2 separate regions of the Mus musculus genome follow, and region 1 is linked to region 2. The links are chromatin contacts, called in public Hi-C maps. All regions are on one chromosome and are shown on one strand. The core of a region is the stretch at or near the end of the contact, and the rest is flanking DNA. Distances in the headings are between cores, read along the strand shown. Region 1 has its middle 13 kb from the start of Gm3942. Region 2 holds the start of Atxn7l3b (ataxin 7-like 3B).

Region 1 (6,516 bases), core at 1,012-3,511, 77 kb after region 2:
CCTTCCCCCCTGCTCACCAACCCACCCACTCTTGCTTCCTGGCCCTAGCATTTCCCTATACTGGGGTATAGAACCTACATAGGACCAAGGGCCTCTCCTCCCATTAATGACCCACTAGGCCATCCTCTGCTACATATGCAGCTGGACTCATGAGTCCCACCATGTGTTTTCTTTGATTGGTGGTTTAGTCTCAGGGAGCTCTGGGGGTACTGGCTAGTTCTTATTGTTGTTCCTCCTATGGGGCTGCAAACACCTTCAGCTCCTTGGGTCCTTTCTCTAGCTCCTTCATTGGGGACCCTGCACTCTGTCCAATGGATGGCTGTGAGCATCCACTTCTGTATTTGTTAGGCACTGGCAGAGACTCTCAGGAGACAGCTATGTCAGGATCCTGTCAGCAAGCTCTTGTTGTCCTCCACAATAGTGTTTGAGTTTGGTGAAAACATTTTTTAAAATGAGGATTTTATGCTTTTGGTATTAAAAAGCCAAAAGATAATGATATATATGGAAAACTAAAAAGGGAACCTCCCTTTTCACTTATAGCCTGTATTGTACACTTTTCTTTTTCTTTTTTTTATTAGATATTTTCTTTTTATATATTTCAAATTTCTAATGCTATCCTGAAAGTTCCCTATACCCTCCCCCAGTCCTGCTCCCCTACCCACCCACTCCTGCTTCTTGGCCCTGGCATTCCCCTGTACTGGGGCATATAAAGTTTGCAATACTAAGGGGCCTCTCTTCCCAGTGTGTGCATTCTACTCTGGTTCTGGAAAGATGGCTAAGTGATTAAGATTATTTGCTGTTCTTCCAGAAGATACCATATCCACAGGATATAATGCCTGTATCCACACTAGACAGTTCATAACTGCTTTTTCCTTCAGCTCCAGTTAACCCGAGGGCCTCTTCTGCTATCCATAAAACATGCACACCCATGGAATTCATTCCCATAGACACAAACACAGACAGTCTCTCTCTCTCTCTCTCTCTCTCTCTCTCTCTCTCTCTCTCTCTCTCTCACACACACACACACACACACAACTTTTAAAATACATTATAAATTACTCTGAAAATATGTACCTTTCGACATTATTATTTTGTATAGACGAGGTAATTTGTGAAATTCTTAGAAATCCAGCAGTTGGAGTTCTAGCTCACAATTGGTAATCTTTAGAAATAGGATTTTTAAGAGTTGGCTATTTCCCTAAGACTTGCGACTTGAGGATAGAGTATCATGATGAAAGATGTCCATTGGGGACCCTTCACCTCTGGCATGAGGTTAAGATCCAGGGGGACCAGCTGTGTATACAGAAGCAGAGGTTCATCATGAACTAAGTCAACTGGACCTTCTGCAGACTGTAGATTTGTGAGAAATAAATATCCTCTGCCTTTGAACTATCCAGTTTATACTATGCTTGTTGCAGCAGTCCAGGGAGACTGAGACAGCAAGAAGAGTGTCAGGGTTTTTCTTCAATGCCGAGATTTCAGGGAACAAAAGTCACCCCTGAGACAGTTACTTTTTTGACAATTTTAGAACTAACACTCATTTCCATAAGTATTTACATGATAGACAAGCAAGGGATTTAATGCATGTTTAAAATAATTTTGTGTCTAAGGAAATGCCATAGTGATGTAATGTACAAGGGAACAGGCTGTAAAAATATCACTGTGGAAATTGGTTGGATATTTCAGCTGCTAAACCAAACTCATCCAAACAACAATGTAAGTACAATAAATAACTCCTATAAATATTTTGGTATTGTGTAAAACCCTTCCCTAAAGAGGGCTTATTTTTCTTACTGGTACTTAGAATTCAGTAAACCTTTAGAGTAAGCAGGATAAAAAGAAATATGATTTCACTTTCACATTATACTATTTATGAATCATATGAGATCTCTTCCAGCTGTGAATTGTACCTTTCCACTATCCCTCTAAAATCATATTAAATGTATTATTGAATGTATTAAAGTTAATATAACAGGTATTCAAATGGATAAAATATATTCAGAACTTGCCCTCTAGTGGTTTTACTCTGAGAAAGTATATTAATTGCTTTCTCATAAATTTATTGAGTAATATGCATCCTGTATCAAACATAATATCACATTAAATGATTTTTAGATTTTATTTGTATAAGTATTTTGCTTGCACATATGTATGTATAATGCCCCTGGTATCTGAGAAATTCAAATGAGGTTGTTGGGTCTTCTGGATTTGGAGTTGTGGGTGGTTGTGGGTGTTGGTATCAATCCCAGTTCCTCTACAAAAACCACAAGTGCTCTTAACCACTTAGCCATCTCTACAGCCCCTGACAATGACATGTTTAACGGTTCAGTGCTTTATATATAATGGATGTCCCATAATAACTCTTTTGTTATTGGATAAAATTTTTGGAATATATATATATGACTGAAGTAGTTTTACTCTAGAAGTGTTTTTAACATATATTAGCTCACTTAGTAACTGTAAAATTTGACTCTCAAAGAAATTAAACATCTTGGTCAAGGTTCTACATAAAGTCCTGAAAATCCATTCTAAGTACTGAATTCTAATATCAGTAAGAAAAATAAGCCCTCTTTAGGGAAGAGTTGTACTCAATGCCAAAATATTTATAGAAGATTTTTATATTTTATGTGTTTGTTTAGATGAGTTGAGTTTACCAGCTGAAAGAGCCAACAAATTTCCACAGTAATATGTTTGCATATTTACCATAAAATTATGCCAACACTAAATCCAAGTAAATAGCTGAGTAACATAAAAAGAATCTGTTTAACTTCATAATAGGATAGCAAGAACATTTACTGTGTGTGGTGGATACAGGAAAGAGATGTTTTGACATTTACACCTGCAATCTTAGCCCTCAGTGGCCTAGCACAGGAGGAATGTTGCCAATTTGTAGGACAACCTGGGCTACAAGTAAGTTTCAGGCCAGATTAGAGTACACTGTGAGAAAATGTCTCTGAGTAAATGAATGAATTTATGGATGAACTGATGAATGAATGAATGAATTGTAAGAAACTGAGCGGCAGGCCTAAGTTGGAAACTATAGCTAAAATAAAAAAAAAAGTTTACACAAAAATAAGAGTAAATTTGTTAAATAAAATATCTGTCATTAATGTGGAAATGATAGGGGTAAGTTATTATTTAATTTAGAGGAAGGAAACTTCGTGTGTAGAGTTTCTGAAGCTACCTATTGAAGCAGTTTGTATGTCATTAGCTCATGAAGCTGAGCACACAAAATCATAAGCAAATATGGAGGAATTTTAATCCAGGAATATGACTGCTGAGGCAATGGATCACATCCAAAACTTAGGTCTGTATAATATGGCTGCCATGCAGACAGGATATACACTGTTTATTCCTCTGGCTGGAATACAGACACATGGTTAGTACACACCTTTAATTCCAAACAAGGTAGCTAAGGTTAGAGCATAGAAGAAAGAAGCCATGTTTGAAAGTGATATGGGAAGGACCCTCTAGAAAATACCAGAGATTCGGGAGGTGAGAGACTCTCAGGACTCAGTGGAAGTGACCTTAGATGAAATGCCCAACAGTGGGGAGAGAGAACTCAACGAGTACACCTGCAGTAGATACTGAGCCTCAAGTGGAGGGATGGGGTTACCAACCCACAGTCAAAATTTCTGACCCAGAATTGTTCCTGTCTAAAAGAACTGCTGGGACAAAAATGGAGAAGAGACTGAGGGAAGGGTGGTCCAGTGACAGGCCCAATTTGGGATCTACCTCATGGGGAGGCACCCAGGCCCAACACTATTAGGGATGCTATTATGTGCTTACAGACAGGAGCCTAGCATGGCTGTCTTCTGAGAGGCTCAAGCAGCAGCTGACTGAGACAGATGCAGATGCTTACACCCAATCATTGGATTGAAGGCAGGGATCCCTATGGTTGAATTAGGGGAAGGATGGAAGAAGCTGACAAGGGCAACCCTACAGGAAGATCAGCAGTCTTAACTAACCCAGACCCCTGAGAGCTCCCAGACACCGAGTCACCAAACAGGCAGCGTACATGAGCTGGTTCAACATCTCACTCACAGCCCCGCCCCCGCCAACACATATATAGTGGAGGACTGCCTGCTCTGGCCTCAGTGGGAGAAGATGCTTCTAATCCTGGAGAGACTTGAGGCCCCAGGGAGGGGGGAGGTGTGATGGGGAGGCATCCTCTTGGAGACAGGTAGGGGAAGAAGTAATGTGACAAGGAACTGTGGGAGGGGGACAAGGAGGAGGCAACTGCTGGATTGTAAATAATAATGATAATGATGATGATAATAATAATAGTGATTTTTAATTAAAGGACAAGGAAGGTGGTCTTATGCATCAGTGGGAGACTTGACAGACTGAGTCAGAGATAAGATATGCTCAACTCACAGGAAAGTGAGGTGACTTAAGAGAGCAGCACAGACAGCGATAGAGACAGTTCAGTGCAGCACAGTTCAGAGTGGCATGCAGTTGGGTCCAGTTCAGTCAATGCAGTGGACTTGAGTTCATTCGTGAGTTTGTGCAGAGGCAGTTGAACCATAGAGTGAGAAGGAGCCAGAAGAAATTACCAACGTTAGAGGCCAAGCAGAGCAATTCAGTAAGAAGCTGTGAGAAGCCAGATTGAATCAGTCAGCTTAGGGTTTGGACCAGAAACAGCTGAGTTGAATCAGCCATCCAGAGTTTAGATAGAGCTAGAAAGGGTGAATTTATTCAGCAGCAAGCCTTCAAGATGGATTTTGATAAAGACCATGAAAATATGTCTGCATTCAGATATACACTGACTAAATATTTAAGTTCATCAGTCAAGGACTCCAGGGACTCCAGGTGTTTTCATCATTTTTTTGCTGGATGACAAATGACTTTATTTCAACTTTTTCTTAATTATTGCTTCATGGGTATAGAATTCTAATGGAAATATATAAAATATCTAATCTTCACTTCAATGTAGTGACTGTTTCCTCTATTCTGAAATGGTTGATAAGAAACCTGTGAGCCTGACTACTGTGAAGGTAGTCTTTCTCTTTAGTTATGTTTAAAGTCTTATTGTTTTAAAGATGCTGCATTAGATTAGCTGCTGTATATTTTCAATGTATCCTGTTTGGTATTTTAAGTGACTTTAAACACTAATCATCGCCACGAACTTCAGGCCTTAGGTGTTTACCATTTTTCTTTCTGTTTCTTCTCATGTTGTCCCTCTATCAATACCTTGAATTCCTGTTCTGTGAATAGTGACGTGCATTTCATATTTCATTCACCATCTCTGTTTCTTGTTTTCTATTAAATATCCTTACAATCTGTTTTGATTATATTTTTCAAATCTACATTAATTGAGAGGCAATGATTATTAATTTTTTTCCTTCTGATACCATAAAATGCTGCCTCTTTATTTTTATAATACCCACATGTCTGGTAGAATTTATTAATGTGCCTATCTGAGCTTGTTTTAGAAGGGTATTAATGGCTATATATTTTTATTAGATATTGGTTTCTGGAGGTCATACATTTTTCCCACTTTGAGTTTTGTTAATGTCCTCTTTTTAATAACTTTATAACACATCATCAATACTGCAAGTGCTCTCTGAAGTATGAGGTGTTGTTCCCATTATTCCCCTGTGACTTCACAATTACAATTTAAATTTCTCTCCGTTATTGGCTCAAGCATGGCTCTCTCTGGACCTGTGTGTAGGTGCCCATCTGTTTCTGTCTCTAATTTTTAGAGCAGCTATTTGTTCTGTGACTTCAATTCCCTAACTAACTTAAGAGAATTTGTTTTTCAATTTTGTTTCCTATTCTTGTTGTCACGAGGATGTATAATATCCTATGAACGGGAATGGGAGCCTGGACTGTAGTTTGTATTACTCATCTAGTCCTTCATCTAACATCTAACACCTGATCACCTTGTCTTTTGTGCCATTGTGCTCTCCTGGGATTCTTCTCTCAACCACCACTCTTTTGGAACCTTCCTCTAATGGACTCTGAATGTAACCCATCCTATGGCTTCAGCACCAGCTTCTTCCTTGCATGTGTCCCATGCTCCCATGGATGAAGTCATCCACATAGTATCTAATTGTTAAAATCATCTCTGTGTTGTTCATACCAAGATGAATATTTCTATCCCTTACTTATCTACCCACGTGCATGTCAACTTTATAAACCATCTCAGATTTAGTTTAATAATATACTTTGGATTATAATGTTTGTCTAATCCTGCATCTCCCCTAGTCTGTCTCAACTTAATTAGTTTGATTTTATCCTGAGTACATAACTCCAAAACTACTTTGTTCTCTCTACTTCCCCTTAAAGAAATTTCAACTGAAAATATAACCAGATGTCCACATCTGCTGTTTCTTGGGATTCTTATTCTGCATTTTCCCTGCTGACTGCAACATTCTCAGCAATAGATCTTGGTCCAAGTGATATCATGTCATAATTTTTTTTCTGACTGACCAGTCTAAAATAGGCCTTGCTAGAGGAGACACATATTATATCCTGAGAACCAAGAATAGGAGGTTTATATATGATGCTTAT
Region 2 (7,270 bases), core at 3,303-5,802:
AAACACCAGTGCTTGGATAAAGTACGGTTAGCAAGATCAAGATCTATTAAAGGACGTGGCTTATCAGGGAAGGGAAGGGAATCAATAAACTGTCACCTAGACATTGACTTGATAGACATTGCAGAGAGTTTTTATGTGTAAGGGGAACCCTGACTGTTATTAGCCCTATAAAGCTTCTGAATAGATACCTTTCTTCACAACCACCTTCATTTTCAGATGGCACTGCTGTGTTAATTATACGTCCTGTTGTAATAAAAAAATAAAAATAAAAACCCTGATAAAAGCAACCGAAGGAAGGAAAGGTTTAAGTTAGTTTACAGTTCCAGGATTTAGTCCTTCATGACAGCCAAGGCATGATGGCAAACACAGAGAGCCTACCCATTCCATTGCACTCACAGTTAGGGTGCAGCTAGTGACCAGGAAGTGGGAACTGAATATAAAGCCCTAAGTCCCACCAATAATGACACACTTAATCAACCACCCTGTAAGAGGACACCCCTTAAAGCTTCTATAACCTTTCCAAACAGCCCCCAACTAGCTGTGGACTTATGGCTCAAAAGCATAAGCTTATGGGATATAGTTTGTCTTCAACCTAGAATACCATATTATGTTTAAAATGAATTTATTTCATTTTGAATTAATATTCTTATCTTCAGAATTTCTGTGTTATCCAATTGTTTCAAAATTTGAAATAGCCATGATATAAGAATATAGGATCCTGGACCAAATACAAAAGTAACTGCATAAAAGACATAGGACAACTGATTCAAATGGATCAAATGTTATACAATGATACTAGACTCCATCTGAATTTCTTAAAGTGTGATCATTGTATGGTGATAATGTGAAAGAATGCATCTTTCTTAAAGTATCTGAGCAATGAAAGACTTAGAAATGATAAAACCTGTTTGCAACTTACTGTTAGATTGTGCAGTACACACTAATTCAGACTTGCTTCTGGAAAAGAAACTTTAAAGGAAAACAAATAGATCAAAAGTGCGATAATTGTCAACATATAGCTCTGGGTAAAAGGTTAATGTGCACAAACTATTTTTACTATTTCAATGCAGGTATGTATTTGAAAATATATGGATTTTTTTTAGGTTTCTATTAACAGTTGGCACATTCTGATTGCCAAAACACAAGTAATTTCTAGATTTTTCTAGAAAACTAAGTTTCTATATTATGTTTTTGGTGCCGATCCTTAAATCCAAACAGGAAGCATAAAATTCTGTGCTTCCTTGTATACCTCCCCAAGTTAAACCCTGACACTTATTAATGATGCCATGTTGTGCTTGCAGACAGGAGCCTAGCATGACTGTCCTCTGAGAGACTCTACCAGCAGCTGACTGAGACAAACGCAGATACTTACAACCAAAGACAGAGATCAGGAAGAGCTCCCCAATGAAGAGTCAGGAGGAGAACTGAAGGAGCTGAAGAGGGTGGCAACCGCATAGGAAGACCAACAGTATCACCTAACCCTCTCTGTCCCCTGGCAGTTCCCAGAGACTAAGCCACCAACCAAAGGCCATGCATGGCCCCTTGCACATACGTAGCAGAGGACTACCTTGTCTGGTCTCAGTAGAAGAGGTATGAGATGGGGGTACATGGGTGTGGGGGGAGGGGGTTGGTGGGGTGGGAGGGGAGTACACGCTCAGAGGCAAAGGGGACGGGGGACGGGGGTGAAGAACTCTTGGGGGGGGGCTGGGAAGGAGGGCAACAATTAGAGTGTAAATTAAACAATTAAAAATGTTTCAGTAGTTATTTGATTTTTAAGACTGACATGAAACCCTGAAGAAATGCACAATCTCATTACAAACAGTTTTAAAGCATAAACCTGCACATACAAACATGTTCTCTGACAAATAACTCTAGAACATGACTGGCAACTGGATGAGTTGACTTTGGGATGCATTCTGCTGCCTCATTTGTCTCTATTTTCTGTGCATACAAAAGTGACATACCCAAAATATATGTGTTTTCTTGTTTAATTTACAGAGCAGACCACAAGCACAGTTCCTACCACCACTAATTATGCTGTTGGTTTCTCCCATTTGGGGAAGCCAAAGGTACCAAAATATCCCAAGTACAGTGATGAGCTCCCACCCTGAAAACGTCTTCTCGATCATGCTATCTCCCCTGCCAAGTAAGTATCAAATATATGGCTATGTTTATAAATATGTTTATATAAGAATGCAAATGTTTTCCTCTTTAAAAGAGTGGCTTCTCCCATTGCACACATTGTTTAAGGGGGAGAAAAAAAAGTCAAAGATAGTTGAAAAATGATGGTATTCCTTTGGCGCACTACTTATTTTAATGCATATACTTTAAGGCCACTTATGATGAAGTACTCCATATTATCTGCATTGCACTTAGAAAATGAACTAAATATTAATAAATATAGTACATTCAACACTCCATTAAGATCACCAATAAATTTCTCATTTATTTTTTAGAAAAATAAATGAAATCTCCAGTATATTTCAATTCATATTAAGACAATTTAGTGATACAAATAGAAGACAAAATGGGAGTTAGACTACAGATTTTCAAAACAATACTGTTTAGTCAGAGTAAATAGAATTATCATTATTTGAATTTCTATGAACATAAAAGCACATATACTTTGAAATAATTTTTATTGAACTGTACTAAATGTATTAGATAAATACAAGACAGTTTCCAACTCCCACAGTATAAGATTAAGAAAAACAATCTCCTATTTGTTTTGTCAAATTAAGGGAACAAAGATTTTTCAATGACCTGGCATGAACAAATTATACATCGATAATGACAAAGGACAGTTGTCTGTTAATAAGAACTTTTGTTTGGCAATAAATGTGTTAGCACCAGCAAATGTCAAAGCATGCTAGACATGAAGCTAGACAGTCAGACCCAAACCAAGACCTGCAGAAAAAAGTCTAAACTTCACAAATGTCTCTGAATTTGTACTAGACCTGGAAAGTAGAGTTTTACACTTAGTTTGAAGAGGAAAGAGTTTAAAGCAAAGATGCTTGAAGTCCTAACTATATTTTCTTTATCTAACTAGGCAGTCTGTACCACTGTATACATCATGCAAGCACCATGTGAAAATTCTTATACGTATTGCTATGTGTCTCACTACAAAACTATGTGATGACACCTATTCCTGAAATGTCAAGAAAACAGATCCCAATACAAGATTCGCATAGGCATCTACTGTAGGAGGCAGTCTGATTCAGTAACATGTACTCTTAAACATTACATGGTTTATTGTATGTCCAGATCCCACAATGTGTCAATACGTTAATTTTTTGAATCTAGAACATCTAGATTATACAAAAGTCCAATTTTTTTAAAGTTCTGTCTTTTTTTAAATTAAAAAAAAAGAACTCTGGGCAGAAAAAAATTAAGTAGCATAAGCTAAATGATTTGTATCTGCCAATTTGTGAGATCTAAATTAATTAAATAGACAACTAGAAAATACAGTTGTTTACAAATAGTTTGCACTCTAAATCAATCAGTGTAAGGTAATTCTGTACTGAGGAAAATATGATCATCTTATGCTTTTCTCTAATCTGGAAATCTTGCATAAGAAAGCTATAAAGGAGGATTTGAGTTTTTCCTTAGCCACAGTTCTTTCTGATAAATTGCAAAAGTAGAGCAGTTGCAGAGGAGGATCAAATAATGAACAAGAAAGAAAAAAGTAAAGAAAGAATACAGTGATTTCCTTATGTTTGAATTCACAACTAATCTTTTTAGGAATAGCTAGCTAGCATCTTCTGATCCATTGTGGTTAGTAGTGTGTTTTATCAGTGACAGAATAAGGACTTGCTTGAGTCAAATGAGAAAAGTTGTTAGGAGCTGGCTGCAGAGGATTTGGTGGGACGGTTCCAGTTCTCACAGTGAAAGCAGTGTAACTTTAGGAAAGTCTTCCCCCTCCTCTTTGCCTCCCCCAAACTAAGCGCACATCATTTTTATCTTGTAGCACATTTGGAGACGTATATAATCATTTCTTTACAGTCACGCTGACTTAATGGTCTTATAAGTGAGATAAATGCCTTAGGTTTATTTGATCAATATATTTGAATTATGCCTTTAGTGTCAGGATTCTAGTTGTTTTCATTCAAAGAAAGCCTCAAAGATAAACTATAGGGCAATTTGTTTCCTTGCATCATCTAGTGGATTTAAATGACAACTGCGGCAGTACTGTAAATTACTGCAAGCCAATCCTGTACGTCAAATTTTCAGTCGTATGTGGATAAACATGCCTGAAATCATTATTCGATTGATTACACAACTGGACAAGTAATTATTATTCCTCCTTTTACGTAAGAAATCATTGAAACACAGGTGAACGCATTAGTGAACGTTTAAAGCCCTAAACAAAATACCATAGCATCGTCGATAACATTTTATGAACCGGGAGAGAGAAAAAGACACAGGCAGGAATGCCAGTTGTCGCCACTGGCTCGCACAGACCAACAGTGCTCCCAGGCCAGCGAACTGCGCCAGAGCCCGAGCCCAAGCCCAGCCTCCGCGCGGAGCCAGTGCGCAGGCGCAGCACCGGGCGGAAGTGGGGGGGCGGGCCCAGACTGTCAGCGAGAGGAAGAGGCCCGAACGGCTGGGTGAGGCGCCGAGACGGTTTTCGCGGCGAGCCGGGCTCGGGTGCAGCTCAGAATCCCGAACTTGGGTGATCGTCGCAGCCGAGCGAGCGTTGGGGCTCCGGAGCGGCGGTTGCTGTCGCCGCGGACGCCGCCGTCGTCGCCGTTGCCGTCCCGGAGGACGAGGCCCGGAGAGGCCTTGCAGGCCTAGCGGAGCCCGAGTGTGCCGTGAGTAAAGCCAGCGCCCTCCGCACGGTCGCTTGCCGGTTAAGATGGAGGAGATTTCGTTGGCCAACCTGGATACTAACAAGCTGGAGGCCATCGCCCAGGAGATCTATGTAGACCTGATAGAGGATTCCTGCCTGGGCTTCTGCTTTGAGGTGCACCGGGCGGTCAAGTGTGGCTACTTCTACCTGGAGTTTGCAGACACTGGGAGCGTGAAGGATTTCGGCATCCAGCCAGTGGAGGACAAAGGCGCGTGCCGCCTCCCGCTCTGCTCCCTTCCTGGGGATCCCGGGGACGGGCCCCAGACGGAGCTGCAGCGTTCACCTCCGGAATTCCAGTAGTCACCACCTGAGAGAGGGCGACACAGTGACCAGGACAATAATAGAGACTGGTCCCCGTGGCTTTGGAGGAATAAGCTAAGTTGGAGAGAAAAAAAATTAAATCAACAAATAAAGGAAAAGCAAACAAAAGTCCCATTTACCCCCCTTCAAGATCTTAGCATTAAAATACAAAAAAAAAAAAAACCGAGAAGGCGTAAAACGAACAAAACACCCAAAGAGGAGAATTTAGGAATCCCGGTCCATTTGAAAGGGTCTCCCATGCCAGCTCTGAAATCCTGGGCAGAAGAAGGTCCAGAGGCGTCGTGCTGTATTTTGAGCTGTATAAAATACATGTGGATGTGCAAGGACCCTGAACTGTCCTCGGTACACAGGTGAGCAGCTGTGTACCCAGCCTATACAATTCTATTTGTTTCTCAGATTCTGCATCTGCCTGATGTCATGGGCCTCCTTCGAAGTTTTAGATGGTGTTGATGGTCAGGCCCTGATCAGTCAGCTTCGGTGGACTGCTCCTCTGATTTCTAAGCCTCCAATTGGGCCTCTTTGATACAAATAGAAGTCAGGTATGTGACTTAAATACTAAAAATATTAATATTCCCGTTTGAATTCGATGGGAAGCCCTTGTGCCCTTGTCTTCAAGAAGTTCCAAATCACCTGTTTTCCAAAGGTCCAGCATTTTGTGGGGACAAGGCCTTGCCTTTGGCTCATCAGAAGACCTGTCTTTCCATCCTACTGAGTGGCAAAGGTTTGGCAAAGGACAAGGTGGTTTTCAAACAGCTGAAGATTTTCTTTTGATGCTATGAGGATGAAGTGTACCTCCGCGACTGCACATCATGTCCAACTGGAAGACTCATGTCTTGAATTACATACTGCGGACATAAGTTTGGTGGGACGGTTTTTTCCTACTTTTGAGTTACTGGTGATGTAACCAGCCCATGGGTCTGACTTGATCATTATGACAGGTCGCTGCCCTCCAGTGGTACCACTGACCTACAGAAGGACATCATGGCAGAGCAGGAGGCTGTTTAAAAATTGAGCCAGGAGGGAACTTTTTTCCATCTGCCTTCAATAATGTGAATGAGTTTAATGCTAAGAGCCCTGAAACAGGCCTGGTTTACCTGGTATGGTTGCAGAATTCCTTCATCAACTGGGCAGTCAGACCTCTGCTGTGCTGATTGAGACTGTCTCCACCTTCTCTGCCCTCACAAACAGCAGTTCATCACTTGGTCCTCAGAACCTCCTTCCAGCAGGGGCTGTATATTTCTTGATGGAAAGTTGGAGGCAGGGTTAGAAGTAAAGGGGAAGTGAGTGGCATATCAAAACTGGTCTGTTTCAGTCCCTAAAATGGGGGGTTATGGAGGGTGGGAGTCCTGAGGTGAGCAGAAAAGAAAGGTGCTGCTTTATTTGAAATGTTTTCTTACCTCATTCTGTGCCCCAGTAAAGGGTCCAGCCTCATCTGTCTGGCTTGGCCATGTTCCTGTCACTGCTCCACTGCCTCTCTGGTGCAGCTCATGATTCCAGGTGCTGCTTGCCACACTAGGTTTTCTCTCGACCAATTTCAGCTCATCTTCCAGTGCTGCTCCTCCGAAGCCTACACAAGTTTCCTTTTTCCTTTTGTTGTCGTTTTCGTTTTCTAACTTTAAATTTTTATGTTGTTTTGTTTTACCTGTTTTTATGGAAGCCTTAGAGGAGAATCTCTCATGGCTCCCTCTGTTTGGATTGGAATGGGAAAATAACAAAAAAAAAAAAAAAAAAAAAAAACAACCTTTTTTTAAATTTACAAGGCAGTGTCATGTCTAAGTGTTTCTCTTATATAAGGCTGCCTTGCTAGTATATCTCCCTGCCTGTCATGAGTTCTTTCTTCCCATTGCTACTTGGATACGGCCTCTTAGGACTTACTGCAGAGCCAGGAATGCTGGCATACACAAGGAAGGAGTTGGTTCTGCTCCACATTTCTAATCCTATTGTGTATGTATCTTCCTTCTCCCAGGAGCTATTTGAAGTGTGTGGACTAATTTGGATTATACTCAAAGAGTTGAGGCAATTATAGTGCTTGAGCCTTGAGACTGTCTGTTGTTGCCTTCTCAGAGTTTTGCAGCTCAGGGTTGGGGCCTAGTTACAGTT

What was found. Hi-C and Micro-C count contacts between places; a contact is called where the count stands out from the background.
Region 1: a contact with region 2 is called in a Hi-C map of pre-pro-B cells, with 3 times the contacts expected there. The contact joins the enhancer-like site here to the promoter of Atxn7l3b in region 2. A contact is called at or near these places in 1 of 39 promoter capture datasets (macrophages), 1 of 15 datasets of contacts at CTCF or cohesin (the NIH/3T3 cell line), 5 of 484 Hi-C or Micro-C datasets (conventional dendritic cells, conventional type 1 dendritic cells, granulocyte-monocyte progenitors and 2 more) and 2 of 115 datasets of contacts at active chromatin or transcription factors (the 230-238 cell line and bone marrow-derived macrophages).

The regions. Positions count from the first base shown.
Region 1 is chr10:112,847,921-112,854,436 of GRCm38.p6, reverse strand. No RefSeq gene overlaps it. Among named protein-coding and RNA genes, the nearest start is that of Gm3942, 13 kb to the right of the region's middle. Within about 2 kb of position 2,261, at least 4 of the 459 cell types and tissues checked have an H3K27ac peak or open chromatin away from gene starts, as enhancers often do. A contact at or near this core is called in pre-pro-B cells, where this site is marked.
Region 2 is chr10:112,926,308-112,933,577 of GRCm38.p6, reverse strand. Atxn7l3b (ataxin 7-like 3B) reads left to right here and starts at 4,552. Exons shown (of 1, transcript NM_001033474.2): 1 at 4,552-7,270. The coding sequence starts at 4,856. The coding sequence ends at 5,149. It overlaps Gm22507 (a small nuclear RNA gene), which reads right to left and starts at 2,154; the gene lies at 1,994-2,154.